Linked DNA regions of Gossypium hirsutum: region 2 is linked to region 1. Evidence: chromatin contacts called from public Hi-C data. All regions are on one chromosome and are shown on one strand. Each heading gives the region's core, a stretch centred on a gene start, on an enhancer-like site or on the middle of the called end of the contact. The rest is flanking DNA. Distances are from core to core; before and after follow the strand shown.

Region 1 (4,001 bases), core at 840-3,339:
CCGGATCCTCTTCGACAAGTACCACCCTGGGTATTTCGAGAAAGTGGGTATGAGGTACTTCCACAAACTCCGCAACAAGTTTTACTGCCCCATCGTCAACATCGACAAGCTCTGGTCTCTCGTCCCACAAGACGTGAAGGCAAAGGCCAACAACGATTCGGCGTCGATGATCGACGTGACCCGATTCGGGTATTTTAAGGTCCTGAGGAAAGGTGTGTTGCCCGAGAATCAACCGGTCGTGGTTAAGGCTAAGTTGGTGTCCTAGACTGCTGAGAAGAAGATTAAAGAGGCTGGTGGTGTGGTTGTGCTCACCGCTTAGGTTAGGTCTTTTGGTTTTAGATCTGAATGACATCTCTGTTATATCATTATCTTGGACTTATTTTGAAATCAGATTTTGCATTAACATCCGTAATTTTGGCCCAATTATAGATATTATATGTGATAAGTTTTGAGATATGTAGTTCATCTTGTTGTGTTTTGTTGCATACCATGGATTTTGGTAGACATAGACTTACGTTGAAAACTTATTAGCCCCGGATGCAATGGCTTGTTGTATGTGATGTATGCGATTAAGGTTTTCCTGCATAGTTTGAAGCGGTTCAAAACTTTGGCATGGAATTTATGATGAATTTTATGGGGGGACTAGTGATAGCTCTCTTTTGTGTTGGTGAATTTTGGAATAAATTTTAATGGTCTAAGATGCAATCAGTTGGTGCTCATAAGTTACTCGAGTTCAACTCGAAAAAACTTTGAACTTGCTTTAGTAATTATTGAGTCGAGCTCTCCGTCGAGCCGAATTCGAGCGTAGTAATACTTGACTTGAACGGATCGTAAGTTTTATTGAGCTTTTCATAATTTTATATTATTAAATTATGCTATTATCCTTAATATAATTATTAACCCTAAACTTAATTAATGAGTTGAGCTTGAGCTCAAATTCAGAAATTGGTAAAGGAGCTTAATCGAGCTCGATTATATCTTGAGCCAAGCTTGGCAGTATTTGGGCTTAGCTCGGTTCGATTATACCCCTAGTTGAGCCATTCCCCATTTTCCATGCTGAAACCCAGCTTATTAATAGGTGTTGCAGACCAAAATGAAAGTACGAAAAGCATATGTCTTAGCTGCCCTGCTTCATTGACATTAGCAATTTACTAATCTGGGAATGGTGTGTTATATGTGGTGCCATTGCTTAATGTGGTCCTACGTATTCAAGAAGTTATGTTAAAGTTCATGGATGCAGAAGGGAAAGAAATAGACATTTATTATGGACCATAAATTGGTAATTCACTTGGTGACCATCATATTTTGTAATTGGTATCTTGGGATCTAAACTTTGTAGGATAAAATTATTTTGAAGACGATACTTTGATCGAGTTTTCTTTATTTTCTAGTATTATTACCGTCTACCCTTGAGCATGAGAAATGCATGAAGTGAGTGAGGCATAAGGTTAATTTCTTGCTTGGTACCACAGGGATTTAAGTGTTCATTTGAGGCGAAGCTGAAACAATACATACAGCAGTGAGTGAAGAATAAGATGACTATAAAACAATAACCAAAATTTCTCAATGCAACCATAGTTGTAACTTTGAAAATAAAACTGTTGCCGTGAAGGGAGGCAAGGCTGTAACTTTGAGGTTCAGCAAAGAGAGGGCTTTCATTTTCCTGCTCTTAAATGTACACCAGAAGTGAGCGTGTTGAAATCCACATGGCTAATGCAACGACGTGTTCAGTTGATTGTCATGGTATCGCGAGGCAATTTGTAGGCTGCAACGCTACCTTAAAAACTGTAATTATTTGTTTGTTACAACCCTTTCAACAAAGCAAAAGAAACATGATTTAGTTTACTTAAATTAGTAGTGAACACATTAGCCGAGTAAGTGTGAAACTAGCCTTAAGGCCCAACCCAAATCAAAATATCTCCTATGCTAAATTTATCTATATATTTTCCCAAATAAAAAAAAATCACAATTCTAAGATCCAAATCAATTTTGCACCCTTTAAGCCCAACGTGATAAGGGCCAACCCCTGTTTAGATCCATCAAATCACAAAGCCCTAAAATGCAAAAAAACCATTGTCCACCACACAATAAAAACTGACAAAAACCTATTTTCATTTTTCTCATCTATCAGCCGCGCTTACAGAAGTCCCGTTCAATCCAAGTGTCTAACAATGACAACCTGTTTCAAGAAGAACAGTAAGAAGCGCGGCCACGTGAGCGCCGGTCATGGCCGTATGGGCAAGCACCGCAAGCATCCGGGGGGTCGAGGAAACGCCGGAGGTATACACTACCACCGGATCCTCTTCGAAAAGTACCACCCTGGGTATTTCAGGAAAGTGGGTATGAGGTACTTCCACAAACTCCGCAACAAGTTTTACTGCCCCATCGTCAACATCGACAAGCTCTGGTCTCTCGTCCCACAAGACGTGAAGGCAAAGGCCAACAAGGATTCGGCGCCGATGATCGACGTGGCCCAGTTTGGGTACTTTAAGGTCTTGGGAAAAGGTGTGCTGCCCCAGAATCAACCAATGGTGGTTAAGGCTAAGTTAGTGTCTAAGACTGCTGAGAAGAAGATTAAGGAGGCTGATGGGACGGTTGTTCTCACTGCCTAGGTTAGGGTTTTTGCTTTTTGTTCTCTTATATTATCATCTAGGACTTAATTTTTGAAATGAGATTTTACAATAACATTCTTAATTTTGCTTCAACAATATATGGTATGGTGTTTATTTTCTCGTGTTTTGCTCTGTTGCATTTGCTTGATTTAAGTTAAGATGGGGAAATTCTTGATACTTTAATGAGATTGCTATTAGCTGTTCGTGCTATCTCTATCGTCAGTGTTGAATTATACAGATAATAGATATTGATGAATATTATCAACTTGTGTTGCAATGGAAGATCAACTCATGTATTTATACAAAGACTATAGACTGTTAACTTTCTTAACCAACTAACTGTTGACTAACTGCTGGCTTAACAGCTTATCGACTAACCAACTATCTTTTATTACTCTAACATTCTCCTGGTCTTTTAATTTCCTTAAACTCAGTCACTATATCTTTTTTTGTAACTTGAAGTGCCTCTCGAAAACCTGCAAACTTCTTGGGAGCAATAGGTTTAGCAAGAGCATTTGTAATATGACTAGATGATGGAACATAGTTGACTTGTAGTGAGCCATCAACCACTTTCTCATAGACAAAGTGATAGTCTATTTCAACATGCTTAACTCTTGCATGATGCGTTGGATTAGCAGACATAGACACTATAGACGTGTTATCACACCAGACAATTGGTGGCTATTCTATATGAACCCCTATCTCTTCTAGTAGCGGTCGAACCCACACGAGCTCGGATACACAGTTTGCCAGGCTGCGGTATTCAGCTTCTGAAGACGACCTGGACATAACAGCTTGCTTCTTGGAGCACCAAGCTATTGGGTTTGGCCCTAGGTAGATAACATAACCTGTGGTAGAACGCCTGCCTTCAACTGAAGAGGCCTAGTCAGCATCTGAGTAACACACCAGTTTAAACTGTCCTTTGGAGAAAAATATCCCATGTTCCATGGTTCCAGCTAGGTATTTAAGAACTCGTTTAACTGTTTTCCAATGAACCTCACTAGGTGAATTCATGTATTGACTTAGTTTATTAACACAGAAGGATAAGTCAGGCCGTATAATACATAGATATTGTAGCATACCAATAGTGCTACGGTAAAGGTGTCCATCGACAGCCGCTTGACCATCATTAGAAGCAACCAGCTTAGGAAAACTAACCATATGGGTAGGTGTGGCAGCTACACCCTCTATTCCTGCTTTTCGTAGTATGTCTTGAATGTACTTTCGCTGGGTGAGTAACAGTCCTTGATACATGGACTGAACCTCAATGCCAAGAAAGAAACTAAGCTGTCCCAAGTCTTTTAGAGCAAACTGACCGTGAAGTTGATGCACCACATCATCAATGTCTTTACGGGAGCTGTCAGTGATGACTATGTCATCGACATAGAC
Region 2 (3,916 bases), core at 348-2,847, 290 kb after region 1:
TCTAGGAAACTAGTAGTCCAATCACTTAATACTCAAAAGGCACTAAATAAGTTACAATTAAAAAAATAAAGAAAGAAATAATAAAAAGATATCATAAGTACAAGCTGCATGTACTTGAATGGTAAATAAGTACTCTAAGTCTAGCTCAAACTGTGATTATACTAATAATGATAATTTTTCAAAAATATCTAAGAACAACAGTATGGTCTTAAATACCCCAACGAAGAATATGTAGGAAATAGGCATTTACACATTCTCTGTTGATAGCAAAAGCTAAAAGCACCAACATATAAAACTCTGCGAATTCAGCATACGAAGCAGAGCTGCATGCTGAAATAAAATAAGAAGAAAGCAGGAAAAACATACCTTCTTCCCTTCCTTCTGAAGCTCAGAAGCTCGAAGATACAACTCACCTCTAACTGCATATTGAACTTTCTTCACGTTTTCATTCATTGTCTCATAGTCTAATGCCTTAAGACCCATGATGCCCAAGTTCCTTCCTTGAACTTAACGATATATGGACTCGGTACTCAACCTGTAAAAGAACTACAAAGCATAAGTCCAATTTAACATTTTGGTTTTGCATATAAGTTTATTAGTTGGCTTTCCAGTTCCGATACGAGAGTAACAATCAGCAAAACAGTTCGAACGTTATAATATAATCACTATAAATTCGCTCTAATCCTAAATCTTAAAATCGGGTCTAAACATTTGAAAAGAAAAAAAAACATCGGCTCTAAGGTTCATATGATAGGAAAACATGCATTAATGAAAAGGATTAAAAGGAAAATCATAAAGTGAAAGAGAGCTTCTTGCGATGCGATCAATGCAATTATCAGTGAATAAGGAGCCAAGCCAGAATACTAGAAAATCCAGGCATAGAAATGCATTTAGAAGTTTGAAAACAGTCAATAATCAATAGTCTATCAACAAAATCACACGGTTACCTTATACCCAAAACCAAGAATCCGTAAAATTCAGGACCTAAACTCAATTAATTATGAATTACCAGAAAATCCAAACAGTTCAACCTTAAACTAAACAGGGAAGTGCAGAACAGAAAAAAACTCCTTAAACGAGGCTAACCCGTGGGATGAGTGGAGTTGAAACTGATATCCCGAGGTGTGCAGAGAAAAGGGCAGGCACAGATTTTATGTGTAGTTTATTGTGTTGCAAGTGTCAGAGACTTTTTCATGTCAGGGAAAGGCAATATATACAAATAAAGAATTGATATATATAAAGATGTGGCAATGTGTAAGGATTTGAAAGCAGTGGCAGCAGCAGAGCCACTGAAAAAAGGGATTTATTTTGAAAATGTGGGGATGTTGTGTTTTATCTTAAAAAGATCAAAACACAAAGGATAAAATTGATCGAGGAGGTGTGGTGTAGCTTCAAACTGTGAGTTATTGGTAGATAATGAACCCTTTGGGGACTCCCTCACATCTTCTTTGGACTCATGTTCAACATTGGTCGCTCTCACCAACTCCCAAGTGTGGTTCATGTTCCATTCTTTAGAGGAATTTTCTCATCTTATGGCAAATGGTAGTAGGGTAATTTGGTCAACTTTCATGAATGAATTATTATGAATATTAGAGAACGTCAATCATTGTTGTTTATTTATTTTTATATTGAGCATAGAGACAAAATTAAAAGCTAAATGTCTTAAGATGGATGGCGAATGCCTTTTTCATTGGTGATAATGTTGCTGCTCTAGGAACTTCACCCGGAATGAACGGATATCAATATAATCATAACACTCAGTCATTGATATAATTTGATGAGACGAATTAGGAATAACAAAATCAATAAGCTTAATTGATTAACAATAAATGAATAAATTTTGATTTGTACGAAGTGATGATCTTGACTCGTATAAAATAGTAGTTAACCGGATGTTCATTTGGTATGGGTTCAAATCGTGTTATCTCATCCCCATTCCTAATATTGTATAAATAAATAAAAAAGACAATGAATGAATATATTCTATTTATAATATATATAAATATTTTACCTAAACTCAAAACTTTCTTTTAAGAGAATTACTTTTGAGGATAGTAAATATATAGAAAAAAACAATTAATCAATGACATTGGATTTGCAACTAATTTTTAGATGGTACAAAATTTTAATGCTATCAAAAAACAGAAATAAAAAAGATATCTGTAAAAGACCACTTTCTCTCCTCTAATTAAGAAAAAGACCAAAAAACTGCGAGAGAGAAGCAGGCAGTGCTTCATACAAGTTCATTATTTTACTTTGTGCGACATCTTTATATAATTTAGGAGCCTCTTATGGGCCTTACCACTGTCAATGGCTTCTTTGGCTCTTTCCAAAGCTAAGGACTCGTCTTCTGCACCATCACATCCTAGTAAATGATCCACAATTCCAGCATTCAAAACAATCCGGTCATATGCCGGCCCTTTTTCACCTCGAAGAGCTGCCAAACCCAACTCGATATTCTTCGATACCTGATATATTATAGCAAACATGGTCATTTGACAACAGGTTTTCAAAAATAACAAACAAAAGAGACTGAGGCAAAGAGGAGTTTCATCTCCACCCTTTCTGGTGGTTGGTTGGAAGGGGATATATAGAAAAGGATTTTCGAATTTTACCGATCTATTGGTTCTTGGAGTATCAGTTGGTTCAAAACCATAGTCCATTGCATTAACCTCAAGCCTGAAACTCTGACGTGATACACCTGCAACGTTAGGATATTGGTTGGCATTAAAATTCTGCAAATAATCTTATTTCCATTGGATATCCAGAGAGCTTTTGAAATGGATTAAACAATACAAAGCTAAATACGAACCATCCACTTCACAAGCTGATTCTATGCCTACTGAACGAAAACCAGAACAATGGTTCACAGGAAGTCCTTTCCTTGCTGATCGCAACCTAGTTGTCATTGAGAGGGCACCTTCTTCACCCTTAAATAACAGCTGTCTCAAACATTTAAGTGTTTTGTTTGGATTACTCGTTGATTTTTTCAGAATTTAAATTGAATCAATATATCTTGAATATCATAAAGGAAAAGTCCAAATTTATTCTTTTACTCCATTACCAAATCATTTTTTAATTTAACATGAAGTGCTAACCTTCACTACTAAACCAGAATGAACACCTCTTCTTTTCATAAGCTTTAACAATGGTTCCTCATAACCTTCATGATAGAATCCAGCAACAATTGATTCCCTCCCCTTTGCCTGTTAAAGAAACACAACATTCCTTGAGAAATCAGCACACCAGTCTACATTAGGAACTTTTAGCTAGATAAAGCATCCTAAAAATGTATCCACATATGTACATAATATACACAATATATTAAATTAACACCACTAACATTGCTATCCACATATACACTCACCCTAATAAATTGCTGAACCTTTTCAGTTGTTGCCAGTGATGGACGTTTCTTTATTTGCTCCCTCAACCCAATCAGTGAATATCTATGAAAACCATAAAAGATTCTTTACCTCCTTCATTCTATTATCGGAAATAAACATAACTGGTTACACCGGCGGTGATACAAATCAAGTACAACACTTCCAATGAGAAGTGAAAGACCAAAATCCTAAGACTTTTCAGTTCAATAGTGTTATGTTTCCTGATAAGAAACCACTTTAACCAAATAGACCATAAACTAATAGAATTCTTAAATTATCTAATTACATCTAAGTTTTGGAGAACAAAGAAGAAAAAGAACTGTGGAATTATAACCCAAGAACAAACAATGTTAGAGATCTATTTCTTAGGTGCTCAGGTTTTCAACCGAAATAAGATCATATGCAGAACTTCATGCAAAAGGAAATAAAATTTAAAAGGTACTATGTTTTTAAACATGTTACAGTTACTCATCATGAAAAAGGAGAAAAGATGTACTAAAAAATTGATTGCAAGAACAGGCTAGCTTTTT

Evidence for each region. Hi-C and Micro-C count contacts between places; a contact is called where the count stands out from the background.
Region 2: a Hi-C map of leaf shows a contact between it and region 1, with 2.2 times the contacts expected there. The contact joins the promoter of LOC107909695 here to the promoter of LOC107909701 in region 1. A contact is called at or near these places in 2 of 34 Hi-C or Micro-C datasets (both in leaf).

Annotation. Positions count from the first base shown.
Region 1 is chrD02:60,151,050-60,155,050 of Gossypium_hirsutum_v2.1, forward strand. It overlaps LOC107909701 (60S ribosomal protein L27a-3), which reads left to right and starts at 2,090. Exons shown (of 1, transcript XM_041088917.1): 1 at 2,090-2,729. The coding sequence starts at 2,172. The coding sequence ends at 2,612. It also overlaps the pseudogene LOC107907867.
Region 2 is chrD02:60,441,064-60,444,979 of Gossypium_hirsutum_v2.1, forward strand. LOC107909695 (glutamate--glyoxylate aminotransferase 2) reads right to left here and starts at 1,598. Exons shown (of 14, transcript XM_016837320.2): 1 at 1,087-1,598; 2 at 367-535. The coding sequence starts at 483. It also overlaps the pseudogene LOC107907866.